Regions from separate parts of the Muntiacus reevesi genome. Here region 2 is linked to region 1. The links are chromatin contacts, called in public Hi-C maps. All regions are on one chromosome and are shown on one strand. Each heading gives the region's core, a stretch centred on a gene start, on an enhancer-like site or on the middle of the called end of the contact. The rest is flanking DNA. Distances are from core to core; before and after follow the strand shown. Region 1 holds the start of PNKP (polynucleotide kinase 3'-phosphatase). Region 2 holds the start of LOC136161573 (zinc finger protein 135-like).

Region 1 (5,078 bases), core at 1,858-4,357:
GAGGTCACGGCGCAGAGACCTGGGGTGGGCAGGCGGGCAGGGAGCCCGGGGAGTCAGGCTCACCTGCTCCTGCAGGTGGTCCCACATGCCGCTCACCGGCTTCCGGTACAAGCCTGCGTGCGTGGCCACCAGCACCTGTGGGTCGGGCGGGAGTCAGACACGGTCCTTGACTCTGCTCAGACACCCAGAGGGGTCCTTCAAGGGCACCTGAGTCCCAAGGACACTACGCCAACACTCACCAAGGCGAGCGCCACTTACAATGCGTCTGTCAGCATAACCACCCCCGGGGCCCCCACCCCATCTCCAGCTGGCTCACCATGTCACACCTTCTCCCCGGGTCTCTGTTTCCTCCTCTCAGGCCCACTGCACTATCTCTGACCCCTGTCTCAGCCTCTCTGACCCCCACATAGCCCTTCAGCCTCCCATGCAGCCATACCTGAAAGGGGACCCCCAGCTTCTCCACCACAGCCTCCACCTTGGCTTTGAACTCCTCCGCTCGCAGCTTGCCACGCCCGATGCCCATCTGGTTGGTGAAGATCACCAGCTGTGAAGGAGACGGGGTGTCACCAGGGCCCCTCCTCATCAGGCCCGGGCTCACCTTGTGAATTGGCCCCCACGGGGCACACACCTTGTAACCCTCGGCGGCCAGTTCCCGGAGCTTCCGTGGAATCTCTAGGTACAAGATCCTAGGGCGGGCGAGGAAGTGCAAGGTGACCTGGGGCCCGGATGCACCTCACCACCCCCTCCGCCTGCCTCCAGTCACCTCCAGTCACTGGGGCCAGTGGGAAAGACCTTCCCAGAACGGGTGGTGATGAGGGTCCCGTCCAGATCGAAAGCAGCCACCTGGCGTCACCCAGAAAAGAGGAAGAGCAGCACTGTTACACCTCTGGTCCACCTCGCTCGCAGGCTGGTTCGCGTCAATTCTGCAAGCTGGGACTGTGACCGCCCGCCCCTTACAGATGGGGAGACCTAGTCACAGCGGGCCTGCCCATCTTAGGTAAGGACAAGGCCGCCACCTGGACACAGAGAGTGAAATCTCCTCTATCACCTCCCATGACCCTCAGTATTTCAGTCTTTAAAATGGGTTTCATATCCGACCCAGCCTCCTTCCATGGCTTATTTTCACTTCGGAGGGCTAATTACCATGAAAATCCAAATAAGAAGTTTTGTTTGGGTGTTAACTTGACTGTGCCAGAGCTCCCTCAGTCTTCAGTTTGGGCCTCACCTTGCTCCGGGGCTTCACATCAGGTGCTGTGAACACCAGCAGTTTCTCGAAGGTCTCCCAGCCAGGGGATGACTTCCTTATCCGCTTTCTCTGCTGCTCCACATTCTCCTCCTCTCCCTCTCGGGTCCCAGGAGGGGTGCCGGGTGGAGTGTCTGGCTGGGATTCTGGAGTGCGGGCTTCTTCCCAGCGCAGGGTCAGCGGGTGGAGGCCATTGACCAAATACAGCGTGTCCCCCACCCCCAGAGAGCCCTTCAAACCCGGTCTCAGCTCCTGGGTCCCGGCAGTTGAGGGGTTAATTCCCAGCTGTAGAGAGAGGCAGTAACTGGAGCTGGCCCCACCCCCGGCAACCTCCTCCAATCAAATAACCCGGGAAAGGACTCGCCCTTCTCCACCAGCTAATCAGACCCTTTAGCCCCGTTGGTGTACCGCCAATCAGGCTCTGGGAAGATTAGCAGCCTCCAGTCTTACCCAATTTAAATGCGGATGGATGTTTGCCCGATTGCAGCGAGCCACACCTGTTCCCCTCCCAGAGTCTGGTTTTCCCAAGTGGGCCCGTTCCCCGCTGGGTGGCGATTCTCCATATCCTCCACCGCCACCCCTAGGCCCGCTGCCTCTAGTTATGGAATCGGTACCTGTTTCACTGCCACCGTCCGAGTCTCAGGGTCAGCGACCAGCTCCACTGAAGATGGAAGGGGTGGAGTCAGGACCTGAATCCTTGAGTGACTGCTTCCCTCCTTACTGGGGAGCACACTCCGCTTCAAACCACAGGATGGGGCCATAGCACCCATTCGGCAGGAGGAAGCAATTTATTTTCTAAGTAGGATTGGCTCGCTCCTTGACATGCAGTAGCCAGATAAAGGCCTTACAATTACCTGGGACACTAGTCCTCGCCTAGGGACACGGCAGGTATTTTTCTGTGTGGATATGGCTTCTCCTTGACAACGCAGGCCTTTGACAAGGTGCAGATTCCGGGCTTGGCCCGCTACCACCCATCTCTGCTTAACAATATGCACTTTTTTCCACAGAACCGGCTCTCTGCTTAACAAGGGTCGTGGCCTCATTCAAGTCTTCGCGGTAGCTTGTGAGTATCCTTCTCTGCCCAGTGACAGGTGTCTCGGGATGGGCTCCATCCGCTCCCGTCCAAGGTGTCTGGCTAAACCCAGGTCAGGAATACCCTTTTTTCTTTCTGTGCTCTCCACAGGGGGCACCTACCAACTTCGGGACTGGCCGCACCACGCAGTTCCGCATGGTGGCCAAGCATATCCCCTCCTGTCTATCTTTCCAACTGCCTGTGTTCCCGCTCGTTAAGCACGCCACACCACCCGGTCCAGCTCAGGCCCCGCCCCGCCTACCCTGGTTTCGGGAGCACTTCCGGTCGGTAACCTGCGTCAAGGGTCCCCGGCCCAGAATCAGAGCTTGCCCGTCTGGGGGCAGGAGGATGGGAGGAGCTCCCCCAGCGGGGCTCTCCAGCCACAGGCGACCCTGGGCCTCCAGCCTGGCCATTCTGGGAGTCGGCCTAAGGGGAAATAGAGGAACAGGTTTGAGTGGCAGCCCGCAGTTGCTACAGGAAGTCCCGCCTCCTTCCGCCCCCTCCACTAGGAATTCCCTTCTTCCGCTAAAGGTTCCGGAAGTCCCACCCACTCGTCGGCCTCGGGAATAGCTCGGTTTCCCAGGCGACGACGCCCCACTCTACCTCCTGGAGCTTGGACCCCAGCTTTCCAGGGCAAAGGCCGAAAAACTCGCGCTCTCGCCTCGGCCCCACGCTCACCCCTGCCCACCGCTTGGCTCATTTGCCACTTCCGACCAGGGAGCTCTTGCCGGAGGCGCTGTGCCGGCGACTCGGCTGGCTACTGTCTCTCCGCCCACGGAAATGACTCTTCCTACCGAAGTGGGCGGGGCATTGGCGCCGCTGCGGCGTAAGCCCCGCCCCTCAGGCCCAGGGACCCTAAGGTCTCTCTGCATCTCTGACCTTCATCTCCCCTGCTGGCAGTATGAGACTCAAGCCAGTAGGGGGGAGTGGATTCCACGCTCACAGATTTTCCTCTTTCCGCGTTGAAGTCTTTCATTTCTTTCGACGGAGATAGTTACAGCAGGAGGAATTTCTCTTTAAGGTTATTGTCAGTTGACGAAACCTTGCCGGGACAGCAGCCCTACCCTGCAATGCTGCAGTTTTCTCATCTACAGTGTGAGGATAATCGTTTTCACTTTGTGGGGTTACAAAGAAGATCGAGTTAGTACATGTAAATAACTTTTAAAGGCGTCTAGGTAATAGTTTACCCTATTGAAGTCTTGTCTGTTGTTAGCATTCCATCGGTGGTGATCTGATGAGAGAAGGGGATTACGCGTCTGCATCCTCAGACCAGAAGCCATTTGTTCTTTTACCTCCAGCTGTCTTACATTAGTCCGAAACTTCCCGGCCTCAGCTGGGGGTTCCTGGCTTTTCCTGGGCACTTATGTGGGCTCAGGAGACCGACTCAAAACTATTATCATTCCGAAACTTACAGCCCTGAAGATTGGGATCCCACGATCACACAGGAATGGAATCCTTCCTTCCACCCTGTGTATCTACCTTTTCTTGTTTGTAAAGTGGGAACGAATCCAGTTCCCAACTTTGCATTGAGAAGCAATGAGACCTGCTCATTTGGCTTCGAAAAATGTTGAATGAATACCCAGAACACACTTCATATTCATTTGTCAGAGGTAAAACTCTTTAATCTCAGAGCGCCCCTCCCAACTCCCGATCCCCACCCCCGACTCTCTCCCCCAAACCAGGGCCGGAGAGTGAGGCCCCCTGCCCCCCACCTTGGGTGGACGAGGGCCCTTTAAGGCACCTGTTGGGGGTGGGGGGAGAGGGGCGGGAGCTGGTAACGTCCTGGATGCAAGGACGGGTTTGATTGGCAGGCAGTTGTGGGATGTAACCAATGAGAGGGTATCAGACGCAAGAACCGGATCAGGCCATCCCTGAGGGGGCCAGAGGGACAATTGTCGGGACTTCGGCGAAAATCAACGCCAGTCCCAGTAGTGTAAAGAACGTAAATGTAACGCCACAGGCCAATCCTGGGTACAGGAGGAGTTGGCTACGCCCCCAGGAGGCTAGAGCCAATCAAATGGGGGAACTCAAGAAGGGTGGATGAGTCTCTCGGGAGATTGGTCAAGCCCTTTACAGTGTTCAAGTCAATCAAATGAAGGAGCTGTCCATTCGCTATGCTGAAGTGGAGAACGATTACCCAATTCTGGAGCTTGACTCTTTCGGGAATGGAGCCAACTCCTTGCGAATTAGCCACGCCCCGGTCGCAGAGCGAGCCAATTCCTTACTAGAAAGAAATCTGTCGCTGGGCAGAGAGCAGACAGACCCAATCCGGAAATTGGATAGGCCTCGCTCGGCGGCGCGGGAGTTGTGGGCTGGAAGGGTGGCGGGAATCTGCAGGGACTGGTCAATCCTGGTGGCCCGGGCGTGGGAGGCCGGTCCCGGATCTGACTCGGATTGGCGGGCCCCGGGGGCGGGACAGGGGTGTAGTGTATGGGTGGGACGGACGCCGGGCCGGGAAGCTCCTTGGGCCTCAGTATTTCTGCTTCAGCTTCTGGAAGTCGCTGGTGTTGAGCCGTGGCCGCGGCAGGTCCCCGAAGACCTGAGAGTCCTCGGCCTCCCGCAGCACCAGTGCGCGCATGCTCGCCGCGATACGGTCCAGGTCCGGCGAGGAGGGCTGCGGGAACGGCGACACGGATGGGATCAGAGCCTGTGCCCCAGGGCTCCAAGTCCTCTCCCAGCACTTTGCCCCTGCGACGCCTACGGCCCGGAAGGCCCTTCGTCCTATCCTGCTCCATTTAGGGCTCTGCTACCCAACTCAAGGCA
Region 2 (5,078 bases), core at 1,934-4,433, 150 kb after region 1:
GGAGATGGATTCTCCCCTGGAGCCTCTGGTGTGGTGGGGAGCATAGCTCTGCTGACATCTTGATAGTCGCCCAGTGAAAACCAGTTCAGACTTCTGGCCTCCAGAACTGCAGGAGAACACTGCAGCTCTGTTGTTTGAAGCCAGTAAGTTTCTGGTAATTTGTTACAGCAGAAATGGGGAACTAACACAGTTCAGAATAGACCCAGAGTCTCACAGGTGGCAAACAGACATATATTAAACACAGTTAGCTACACAGGAAAACGCATGCATCTGAGGGCTGAAACCAGTGGGTGAAATTTTCATGAAGGTCTTACACAGTCTTAACTCTCCTCACAAGTCACTCATTACTGCAGATCCTCACAAGTCACTCATTACTGCAGAGTCCCCTTATCTACGATTTCGCTTTCTGCGATTTCAATTACCTGAGGTCAAGTGTGGTCCAAAAACACTGAGTGGAATATTCCATAAAGAAACAATTCATCAGTTTCAAATCACACACCATTCTGTCCAGCTTTGTCCCACCTGGTATGTGAATCATCCCCTTGTCCAGTGCATCCTGCCAGATGTTCAGTAGCTCAGTCATGTCTTAACTCTTTTGTGACCCCATGGACTGTAGCCCACCAGGCTCCTCTGTCCATGGGATTCTCCGGGCAAAAACATTGGAATTGGTTGCTACTTCCTACTCCAGGAGATCTTCCTGACCCACGGATCGAACCCGTGTCTCCTGTGTTGGCAGGCAGATTCTTTACCACTGAGCCACCTGGGAAGCCCCATCCTGTGTGATAGCCACTTAGTTGTCTTGATTGACTCTTGAAGTATCACACTGCCTGTGTTCAAGTAGCCCTTATTTTACTTAATAATGGCCCCAAAGCTAAAGAGTAGTCATGCTGATGCTGGCCACTTGAATATGCCAAAAAGAAGCTTGAAGTGAAAAGGTGAAAGTTTTCAACTTAATAAAGAAAGAAGAAAAAAATCATGCCGAGGTTGCTAAGAGCTATGGTAAGAATTAATCTTCTAACCGTGAAATTGTGAAGAAAGAAAAAGAAATTCAGGACTTCCCTGGCATCCCGTAGTTAGGACACTTTCACTGCCACAGCCCCGGGTTCAATCCCTGGTCAGGGATTATCTCGCAAGCCTCGTGGCACAGCCAAAAGAAAAAAAAAAGTCCACCTGCAAAAGTTAGTCACAGTGCCTAAGAGCTTAGTGCAAGAGGCATTAAATTTGTACAATGAGGTTTTTTGAGAGATGATATTCATAAAAGTTTTATTATACTATATTGTTATAATATACAATTATTACCTTTAATCTCTTACTGTGCCTAATTTATCAATACAACTTCATCATAGGTACAACTGTTTAGAAGAAACATGGTGTGAAAATTAATAAAGGGGAACCTCATTTAAAGTGGGGCTTCCCTGGCAGTTCAGATGGTAAAGAATCTGCTGGGAGTGCAGGAGACGCAGGTTCAATCTCTGGATCAGGAAGATCCCCTGGAGGAGGGAATGGTTACCTACTCCAGTATTCTTGCCTGGAGATTTCCAAGGACAGAGGAGCCTGACAAGCTACAGTTGCAAAGAACTGGACATAACTTAGCAACTGAACACACATAAAACTGGAAAAGATGTACACTGTATCTCCTTCGAGAAATTAACTACAGCAGCAACTAGGCCAATGAGAAACCATAATCACCTGGAACTTTCACTTTTCTCCAATGGACTTTTGTTAGAAACAACTCTTCCCGAATTCCTTGTTTTGTTTCTTTCTCTATAAAATAAAGCTCCCTCTCTCATTTGTTGAACTTAAAATGGCTTTTGCTATAACCTTCTTTTCCAGAATTACAATTCTCTGTTATTCTTGAATAAGCCCATTTTGCTGGTAAAATAATTGGTTGTTTTATTCTTTAGTTAACAATGGTATATAGAGGGTTCAGTACTTTCCGAGATTTCAGCCATCCACTGGGGATCTTGGAGTGTATGCTCCAAGGGGAAGGTGATTACTGTAATTATAAAATGAAGGTAATTTTTAAGCAGAGAAACTTGGCAGACACATTAGCCAAGTGATCAAGACCAATGTGACCGGTGATGGCCAAGCTGACATCACAGGCTGTTGGTCTGTTAAGGACACAGTATCATTCCTAAGGTATTCCTGCCAAAAGCATGTGATCTAAATCTAAACACGAGGGAACTTCCAACATGTCTAAACTGAGGGACCGTCTAGAAGCACACGGTGTGTTATTTTCAGGATTGCTGAGATCGATGAAGGTCAAGATCGATGAAGGTCAAAAAAAGACTGAACGGAGGTTCCGTCTCCAGGTTAACAGAGACTAAACAGATAGGACCACGAATGCAGTGCATGATATGGGATTTTTCTTTTGCCATTTAGGACATTATTAGGACAATTACCGAAGTCTGAAGAAAGCTTGCAGAGTAGCTAATCAATTGTATTGTATCGATGTTCACTTCCTCGTGTGATCGTGATGCAATGGTTTTGAAGGAAACCGAAACTTTGTTTTTAGAAAAAACACAGAGACTTATGGGGCCGGGGGGCACACAGAGACCCAGAGAGAAGGGGACAGACTCAGAGATAAAGAAGCAGAGACCTAGGGAGAGAGAGGGAGACAGAATGGGGATTAGGGTGATGGTGGGATATTAGAGCGGGAAGACGAGACCCAAAGAGAGGGGAACAGACGCTCAGGATCAGGACAGGCACCGAGGGCGTGACCGTGCAGAGCAGGCTGGGGCTTTGGGGTTGGACATCCCTGGGCGTGAGCCCAGGTCGACCACTCATCAGCTCTGGGATCTGGGAGAAGCCTCGGAATCTCCCTGGCCTCTTTCTTCACCTGCCAAGTGAAGAACTGGTACACTCTCCTTTCTAGGAAATCGCAACATTTCTGCACTTGGATAGACTCCTCGCAAACAGCAGGCGCCCAATTCCTGCGCGCTGAGTGGAAGGCAGTCGGTTCTGGGGCCGCCTCGCGAGCGACAGGAGGGGGCGGGGCGCTGCCCACAGGGCCCTTCCCCTCCCACCCAGGCGGACTCTGGCCCGCCCCCTACGTGCCTGCCTGCCTGCTTGGGCCAGCCCACACCCAGCTGCTACCTCTCGGGTCCACCAGATCCGAACTCACCTGTGCGCCCCCGCGGGTGGTGCACGACGGCCAGGCCTTCCCGCCCTCCTTCGAGCCCCGGAGAGCGCCTGCGCGGTACAAGTCCCGGTACTTTAAACTCGGTTTCGCAAACTGGACCACATTTCCCGAAAACCATTGCGGCTCACGCTCCTCCAGGCCTCGGGTCTCTGAGAGCGTGGGAATGCTGGGAAATGGAGTCCAGAAATAGAAGGTCGGGAGAGAGAACAGTGTAGATAGCTGCTTTGCAGCTCCTGAAAACATAGTATTTGGGAAATGTATGGCTCTACTGGCACAGTGAGTGTTCCTCTTATAGCCGGAGTCTTTCACTGTCCTCCACAGAAGACGACGTCATAGGCAAGTTAACCCATCTAACTGAACTACCTCTTGCTAAAGTAAAAGTCTTCAAGACAGCACTGATGGGGAATGAATCGAGCCTGTTACTTAATTGTTCAATTTTCCTGGGCAACCGCCTTCCTGTTTGGTTCAGTTCCACTGTAGAGGGGGAGATAAAAAATATCCTCTGCGTTGGGTTGTGAGGTTTGAATAGGTTGAACTAAGTAACGCCAGTAAAACACCATCTACGTCGTTATTAATAGTTCCCATCTCTTGATCTTTGTATTTTCTGTCCCCTCTGTCCACAATATCCTCTCTCTTCTACTTTTGGAAAATTCCTACTTTTCTTGCAGGAAAAGCTCTAATAGCCTCCTGTAGGAAACTTTCCTCTATTTCTGTAAGTGAAAGTGGGATCACACTGCTTGCTGCTCAAAAGCCAATAAAGAGACAAGGCTGGTGGAGAAGAAAATATGCTTTATTTTGGATGCTGGCAACTTGGGGGGAACTCTGCATTCAAATGGTTATATCTTTCCTTTTCTCCTTTGCTTTTCGTTAGCTCCTGGTCTTGTTTTTGCTGACTGTATCGAGCTTCTCCATCTTTGGCTGCAAATAATATAATCAATCTGATTTCGGTGTTGGCCATCTGGTGATGTCCATGTGTAGAGTCTTCTCTTGTGTTGTTGGAAGAGAGTGTTTGCTATGACAAGTGCGTTCTCTTGGCAAAACTCTATTAGCTTTTGCCCTGCTTCATTCTGTACTCCAAGACCAAATTTGCATGTTACTCCAGGTGTTTCTTGACTTCCTACTTTCACATTCCAGTCCCCTATAATGAAAAGGACATATTTTTTGGGTGTTAGTTTTAAAAGGTCTTGTAGGTCTTCATAGAACTGTTCAACTTCAGCTTCTTCAGTGTTACTGGTCGGGCCATAGACTTGGATTACTGTGATACTGAATGGTTTGCCTTGGAAACGAACAGATCATTCTGTCGTTTTTGAGATTGCATCCAAGTACTGCATTTCGGACTCTTTTGTTGACTATAATGGCTACTCCATTTCTTCTCAGGGATTCCTGCCCACAGTAGTGGATATAATGGTCATCTGAGTTAAATTCACCCATTTCAGTCCATCTTGGTTCGCTGATTCCTAGAATGTCGATGTTCACTCTTGCCATCTCCTGTTTGACCACTTCCAATTTGCCTTGATTCATGAACCTAACATTCCAGGTTCCTACGCAATATTGCTCTTCATGGCAAATAGATGGGGAAACAGTGGAAACAGTGTCAGACTTTATTTTGAGGGGCTCCAAAATCACTGCAGATGGTGCAGTCATGAAATTAAAAGATGCTTACTCCTTGGAAGGAAAGTTATGGCCAACCTAGACAGCATATTAAAAAGCAGAGACATTACTTTGTCAACAAAGGTCCATCTAGTCAAGGCTATGGTTTTTCCAGTAGTCATGTATGGATGTGAGAGTTGGACTACAAAGAAAGCTGAGTGCTGAAGAATTGATGCTTTTGAACTGTGGTGTTGGAGAAGACTCTTGAGAGTCCCTTGAACTGCAAGATCAACCAGTCCATCCTAAAGGAGATCAGTCCTGGGTGTTCATTGGAAGGACTGATGTT

The links. Hi-C and Micro-C count contacts between places; a contact is called where the count stands out from the background.
Region 2: a contact with region 1 is called in a Hi-C map of muscle, with 5 times the contacts expected there. The contact joins the promoter of LOC136161573 here to the promoter of PNKP in region 1. A contact is called at or near these places in 2 of 3 Hi-C or Micro-C datasets (blood and muscle).

Annotation. Positions count from the first base shown.
Region 1 is chr2:268,244,954-268,250,031 of mMunRee1.1, forward strand. PNKP (polynucleotide kinase 3'-phosphatase) reads right to left here and starts at 3,108. Exons shown (of 17, transcript XM_065926528.1): 1 at 2,994-3,108; 2 at 2,578-2,741; 3 at 1,858-1,904; 4 at 1,226-1,528; 5 at 764-843; 6 at 629-686; 7 at 437-544; 8 at 64-135. The coding sequence starts at 2,728. It overlaps AKT1S1 (AKT1 substrate 1), which reads right to left. Exons shown (of 5, transcript XM_065926533.1): 5 at 3,931-4,929. The coding sequence ends at 4,786.
Region 2 is chr2:268,394,782-268,399,859 of mMunRee1.1, forward strand. LOC136161573 (zinc finger protein 135-like) reads right to left here and starts at 3,184. Exons shown (of 5, transcript XM_065926558.1): 1 at 3,125-3,184.